2 separate regions of the Danio rerio genome follow, and region 2 is linked to region 1. A link is a contact called in public HiChIP or PLAC-seq data. All regions are on one chromosome and are shown on one strand. Each heading gives the region's core, a stretch centred on a gene start, on an enhancer-like site or on the middle of the called end of the contact. The rest is flanking DNA. Distances are from core to core; before and after follow the strand shown. Region 1 holds the start of tle2a (TLE family member 2, transcriptional corepressor a). Region 2 holds the start of gna11a (guanine nucleotide binding protein (G protein), alpha 11a (Gq class)).

The links. HiChIP or PLAC-seq counts read pairs in DNA pulled down with a chosen protein or histone mark.
Region 2: a contact with region 1 is called in an H3K4me3 HiChIP or PLAC-seq map of embryo, with 2.6 times the contacts expected there. The contact joins the promoter of gna11a here to the promoter of tle2a in region 1. A contact is called at or near these places in 1 of 18 Hi-C or Micro-C datasets (an unstated tissue) and 1 of 4 datasets of contacts at active chromatin or transcription factors (embryo).

The regions. Positions count from the first base shown.
Region 1 is chr22:21,468,656-21,471,402 of GRCz12tu, reverse strand. It overlaps tle2a (TLE family member 2, transcriptional corepressor a), which reads right to left and starts at 1,390. Exons shown (of 20, transcript NM_001130604.2): 1 at 958-1,390. The coding sequence starts at 981.
Region 2 is chr22:21,749,137-21,751,883 of GRCz12tu, reverse strand. It overlaps gna11a (guanine nucleotide binding protein (G protein), alpha 11a (Gq class)), which reads left to right and starts at 1,334. Exons shown (of 8, transcript NM_001045036.2): 1 at 1,334-1,469. The coding sequence starts at 1,334.

The DNA of each region.
Region 1 (2,747 bases), core at 141-2,640:
TCCTAAATACTTCACCTATGTAGTGTGCATCTCCTTCAGATCACGAAATTGCACACCCCAGTGGAATCTAATTTCCATCCCTTAGGAAATGAATGTCAAAGCATTCTTGGGGAAGGTTAGGGGTGCTGGGGGAGGGGTGCACGGTGACTGTAGGGAAATCTCAGGAAGGATTTTAACACTTAGTTTGATTCAATCAGTCAGGCGTGTTCAATGATAAATGAATAATTTATTAAATAGTGGTCAACAAATATGTTTTTTTAACAGTCAATAACGTCAATATGATAACTAGAGTCTATGGTTGCCGAAATAACACCACATAAACATGATATAAACATTGAACACAGAAACCAGGCTAACACTTATTTACCATACACTATATATTCTGACAGAACTTTTGAGACATGAGAGATCTAATGCACCTATTAATAAGCCAAGCATCTTGATTATTCATACTTGTGAAGTTTCAAGCTTCTTTGGGAGATGTTACATGCCATAAGTTAAAAAAATATATATGTAAAAATAACAAATCAATACGAGCATTGTGGAGGTTCATGTAGTACTACAATCTGATATTTCAAATGAAATGTATGAAAAGCTCTACTAAAACTTGTAGTAGCTACAATTCATCACGAAGTACAACAGTACTAAGATCTGCCTACAATATGACGTGGTACAACAATAACATAATGGAAAAGTGGTATCCAACACAACAATTCAATTCATTTAATGCATTGTTTACCTTGAATTTTTGGGACAGAAATCAGGCTAATTCAAAAGCACATTTTACGGTCTCTCGCTTATATCCAATCTTAATTGCTCAAATTGCAATCCACGTGAACGTTTAGCCAAAATGATGAGACAAAGGATACAAACACACTTTGTTTTATCAATGATATGCACTAAAGCGCATTGCGCACCAAGCAGACGGTCATTTTACTGAGTAGTGAGGCAACTTACCGGAGGTCGATTCTGGGGAAACATGGTGAATAGCGTGGTTTGTTGCGGTTTGAGAATCGTCTGTTTCGATGCTGTGTTAAATGATGTTTCGAGAGACTTTGCGCCTTTCTCCAGGTCTCAGAAGAACATTTGGCCCTGTTTCGGCGGCGCCAGGCTCGGCTCGCGCATTCCTCGCTCAAGACTCCCTTTGTTCTGCTTTATCGCGCGATACAAGATGCGCCCAGTCCGGTATCGAGTCCCTCAATACGATGCACCTCGAAATATCAGAATGCACGCGCTCGGCCTTCAGAGCTCCCCCGCCCTTGATGTGCTTTACTAATGAAAATGATAAAGAAACCAAGTGGATGGCCAGCTATCGTGCTCCCAAGACGCGACACTCAACGCAGCCGCAGCTTCTTTTGTCTGCTTGTCTCTCTCTCCCTTTCTCTCTCTCTCTCTCTCCTCATCCGCTCCTTCCTTTCGGATCCTCAGCTGTTTTTCAATGGGACATGCGAGTTGTTTTCTTCAAGAGAAACGCATGCCCCCCCGTGCAAAAAAAAAAAAAAAAGAGAGAGAGAGAGAGAGGGCTTGGCTTGTGGTAACAAGAAGCAAAGGGTTAAATTCTCAAGTTACACTCATTTTAGGCTGCGGTGGAAGTAGGAACCCCTAAAATGCATGGATTGATTTGTTTATGTTGCCCTATGTGGGGCAACAGTAAACACGTGATTAGGAGAAATGATAGAAAATATGGTATAAGAATTGTTTGCATACATTTCATGTTAATATTCTGATATGACGACGGTAAAACTGCCAAGTACATATGCAAAGTATCAAGTAAAGCTGTATGACTAAAATACACAAAATATTCAAGAGAAATATTGGACATATTCAAAAATTCTGTGTTTGAATTATGAAAATGACTTATTTAGCTTTCACATACATGTTTTTGTCACATCACAACAAAATGGCTACCTGCATCTTGTTAAACACCAAACTTGATATGGCAGATAAAGCATTTCAAATATTCATATGAGTGTTTTTAAACGCTCTGTTTTGAGGAAAATGTTACAGTTTGGGCTTCAGAATTTAACATTTATATTTTAAGCCTTTACAAACACAATTTAGACATTAAAACATCTTTAAACGTCTGAGAATATCAATGCATGTTATCCACATTTGTTTACAAGTTGCCTGTTGTAAGTTGGTAGGCCCACAAAATTTCACAAACACAAACGTCAATGACGTCATATGCAAAACAAAATGCTAACAAACACATTAGTAACGGAATGGAAGGAAATTCATTGTAAAATACTACACACAATTTACCCAGTAATTAGGTTATTATCAAAGTACATTGAAATGGAGGATATCTGTGTTTACTGCAATGCAGATAAAGAGAGCCTTTGTCATTTATTTTAGAATGCAACATTGTAAGCAATTTCTGGAAGGATCTAGCCAAAATATTATCAACATGACAAAACTTAAAAATTTAATTTTATCTTAATTATATTATTTTTATTATGAAAACAAATCCAACCAAAGTCTTCCATATATTGTTAATTTCTTTATTTAATTGGGAAAAAATTACATACACAAACAGAAATTTGCTAAGTCATTTCCCACATAACGTTTTTATTTTGTATCGAGTTTAACTTTTTTATTTCTACTGTGAAATTGTTTTTAAAAAGCAAAAATCTGAGATATGTATCACTTATTACAACACATTTTTGATTCCTCTGTTAATTTTTTAAATCATTGGATGAAGAAATGCTAAACTTTTTTTGTGGAGTTATTTATATTTGTTTATTTTT
Region 2 (2,747 bases), core at 85-2,584, 280 kb before region 1:
ATATTAAATATCAATTTTGTTAAAACATTTTTTAAAGACATTACTGACATTATGACATTTATTTCACTGAAATCACGTAATTTTGGTAATGGTTATTTTTTACAGACAGTTACCTGTTTAGAAAATAAGATAATATTAAGAATTTACCAGTATTTTCCTCCAAACTTTTCCCACATGGTGTCGATAAAGAGCAAGAAATCACCTGCTAATCTTGAAGTTTATCACTGACAATAACAAGTCCCTTTAACTTTGTACGCAACGGAAGCGTCGCTTTAATAGTATGTGAAAGGTCTAAATAATAAACATTTGCTTTTATGCGCTCTTAATATGTATTATTACCTCAAATTATGACAGAAATTGTATGAATAAATTAGCTAGATATGTTTAAACAGGAATGGGCGTTGTCCAGTCAGTCGAATAGCAGGGTTTGTGGCGGGACACGCCCCGCGCGCTCCACAGCAGTTCTTCCACCAACCTTGCCTCCTTCCACGCCCCGCCCCCTTATGCGCTTCTCCCTCGCATTGGCCACTCTCCCTGTCACTCACGCTCGATTTTCCAGCTGTCGCAGCTCCAGGTTTGTGTGCGACTCACACCGGACTGGACGGTGCGATCATCTGGAATTTTTTTTCACTCCGTCGATTTTTGGTTAGAGGGTGAAGCCCGCACCTGTGTCACCATTTCCAGTTTTCCATCCTTCAAATATTCCGCGGATGCAAAGAAATGAGCCGTGAAACCAGCGCGTGGACTGTAAATAGAGATTCCGGCTAGCTAGCAGGTTAGCCCACCCCAATTAAGCTAGTTAGTGCGCTTAGCTAATTAACTTTTGAGCTTTTGGATGCTCGAAATCAAGTGTTCGCACTGTAGGCAGTGTTTTGTGCACACAGAGCGTCTGTAAAAGCGCATATGGCTGTCTTCTGCCACCTGTCGCCGTGTGTTAGCTAGAGATCCCGGCGGCTGATGGACAGTGTTGCGGTGAGTCTGGGCACTGGGGCGGTTAGCTTAGCGAGACAGCAAAGGACAGCACGGATGTCGTGGCAGGCTGGTTTGTCCCTTCGGGACTCTGGTTGGTAGTCATCAGATTTTTTTTTATCAAAAACGGGGCTCGAGTGGGTCTGATAGTGGAGATCTTAAGATTCACATCTGGCCTCCGATCTCATCCAGTCTTTGGCCTTGTTTGATAGATCCGTTCGGTCTATTTCGTTTCATCGATTCTGTTTTAAACGCCATTCGCCCCCCAAAATCCATCCCGTTCCTCTTTCGACGCGGTTGCTAAAGGGAAGCGGGCCGCAGAAGTGTGTCAGATCGGGGGTTGGGATCTCCAAACGCTGTGGTGATGACTCTGGAGTCCATGATGGCCTGTTGCATGAGTGAAGAGGCGAAGGAGTCCAAAAGAATCAACGCCGAGATCGACAAACAGCTCCGGAGAGACAAGCGAGATGCCAGGCGGGAGCTCAAACTCCTCTTGCTGGGTAAGCGCATCTCTTGACAGCTGCTGCTCTCTCATCGACAGGGTTTGGCATGAGGTTGGACTTTAAAGGCATAGTTCACCCAAAAATGAACGTTTGCTTGCTTTTTACTCTCTCTCAAGTGCTTATGAGTAAATAATAGCATTTGAAGAAAGCTGAAAACATGGAACCATCGACATCCTCAGTAGGAAAAACAAATACTATTGAAGTCAGTGGTTACAGGTTTAAATCTTTTTTCAAAATATCTCCCTTTGTGTTCAACAGAATGAAGAAACTCAAAAAGGTTTGGAACATGTGAAGGCACAGTAAATGATGACCGAATGTGCATATTTTAGTAAACTCTCCATTTAAAGCTTATTGTTTGTGATCTGATGCATGCATAGCGATGCTGACGAAGTGTTTAAGTCAAAATTGAAATACATTTGGTGAATGTGATTTGCATTGTTATTTTGCAGTATTTGTTGTGATTTTAAAACAATAGCTCAAGGCTTAGATCCAGCTTTCCCATGGTCATGTAAATATTTTCTACCATACATTTTTCAGATTACATGAAGAACAATCCTAAAAAAGGGAATTTTGGCATTGCAGCATCATAATTTATACAGATAATCTGAATATAAAATGGCAAAGATGTGCAATACGGTTTCCCAAAACTGAACATTGTCATCATTAACTTACCTTTCACTTGTTCCAAACTTGTTTGAGTTGCTTCTGTCGAACACAAAAGAAGATACTTCGCAGAATGACAGAAACCGATAACCATCGATGTCCATAGGTTTTATTTTTCCATCTATGCATGTCAATGGTTATCAGTTTCCAGCTTTCCATCTTCTTTTGTTTTCAACAAAGGAAAGGAACTCAAAGATTTGGAACCAGTTGAGGAAGAGTAAATAGTGAGTACATTTTCATTTGTGTATTAACTTTAAGCGTGCATGAAGAAAAATATGAAACATTGTTATATACAGTAGTGAATATATGATTTTAAAAAAAAATGTACGTTTGTTATTTATATCCAGAGTTTATTCAGTGGCTATAGGAATATGAGTTTGCAATTATATTTTAGACTAGGGCTGGGCGATTAAATGAAAAGTAATCGAAATCGACATTCAGAACATATAATCAATAAAAAAAAATTAATTACTTTCCCTACCGCATGTGAAGTCACCTGACCACGCTCTGTTAAAGGCTGAGGTGGATTTCTTGTCAAGTTGGACGATGGACCCATTCTTGAGCCTTACTTTGCACTACATTGACGATGATTGGAAGCTGCGCTGAGATACC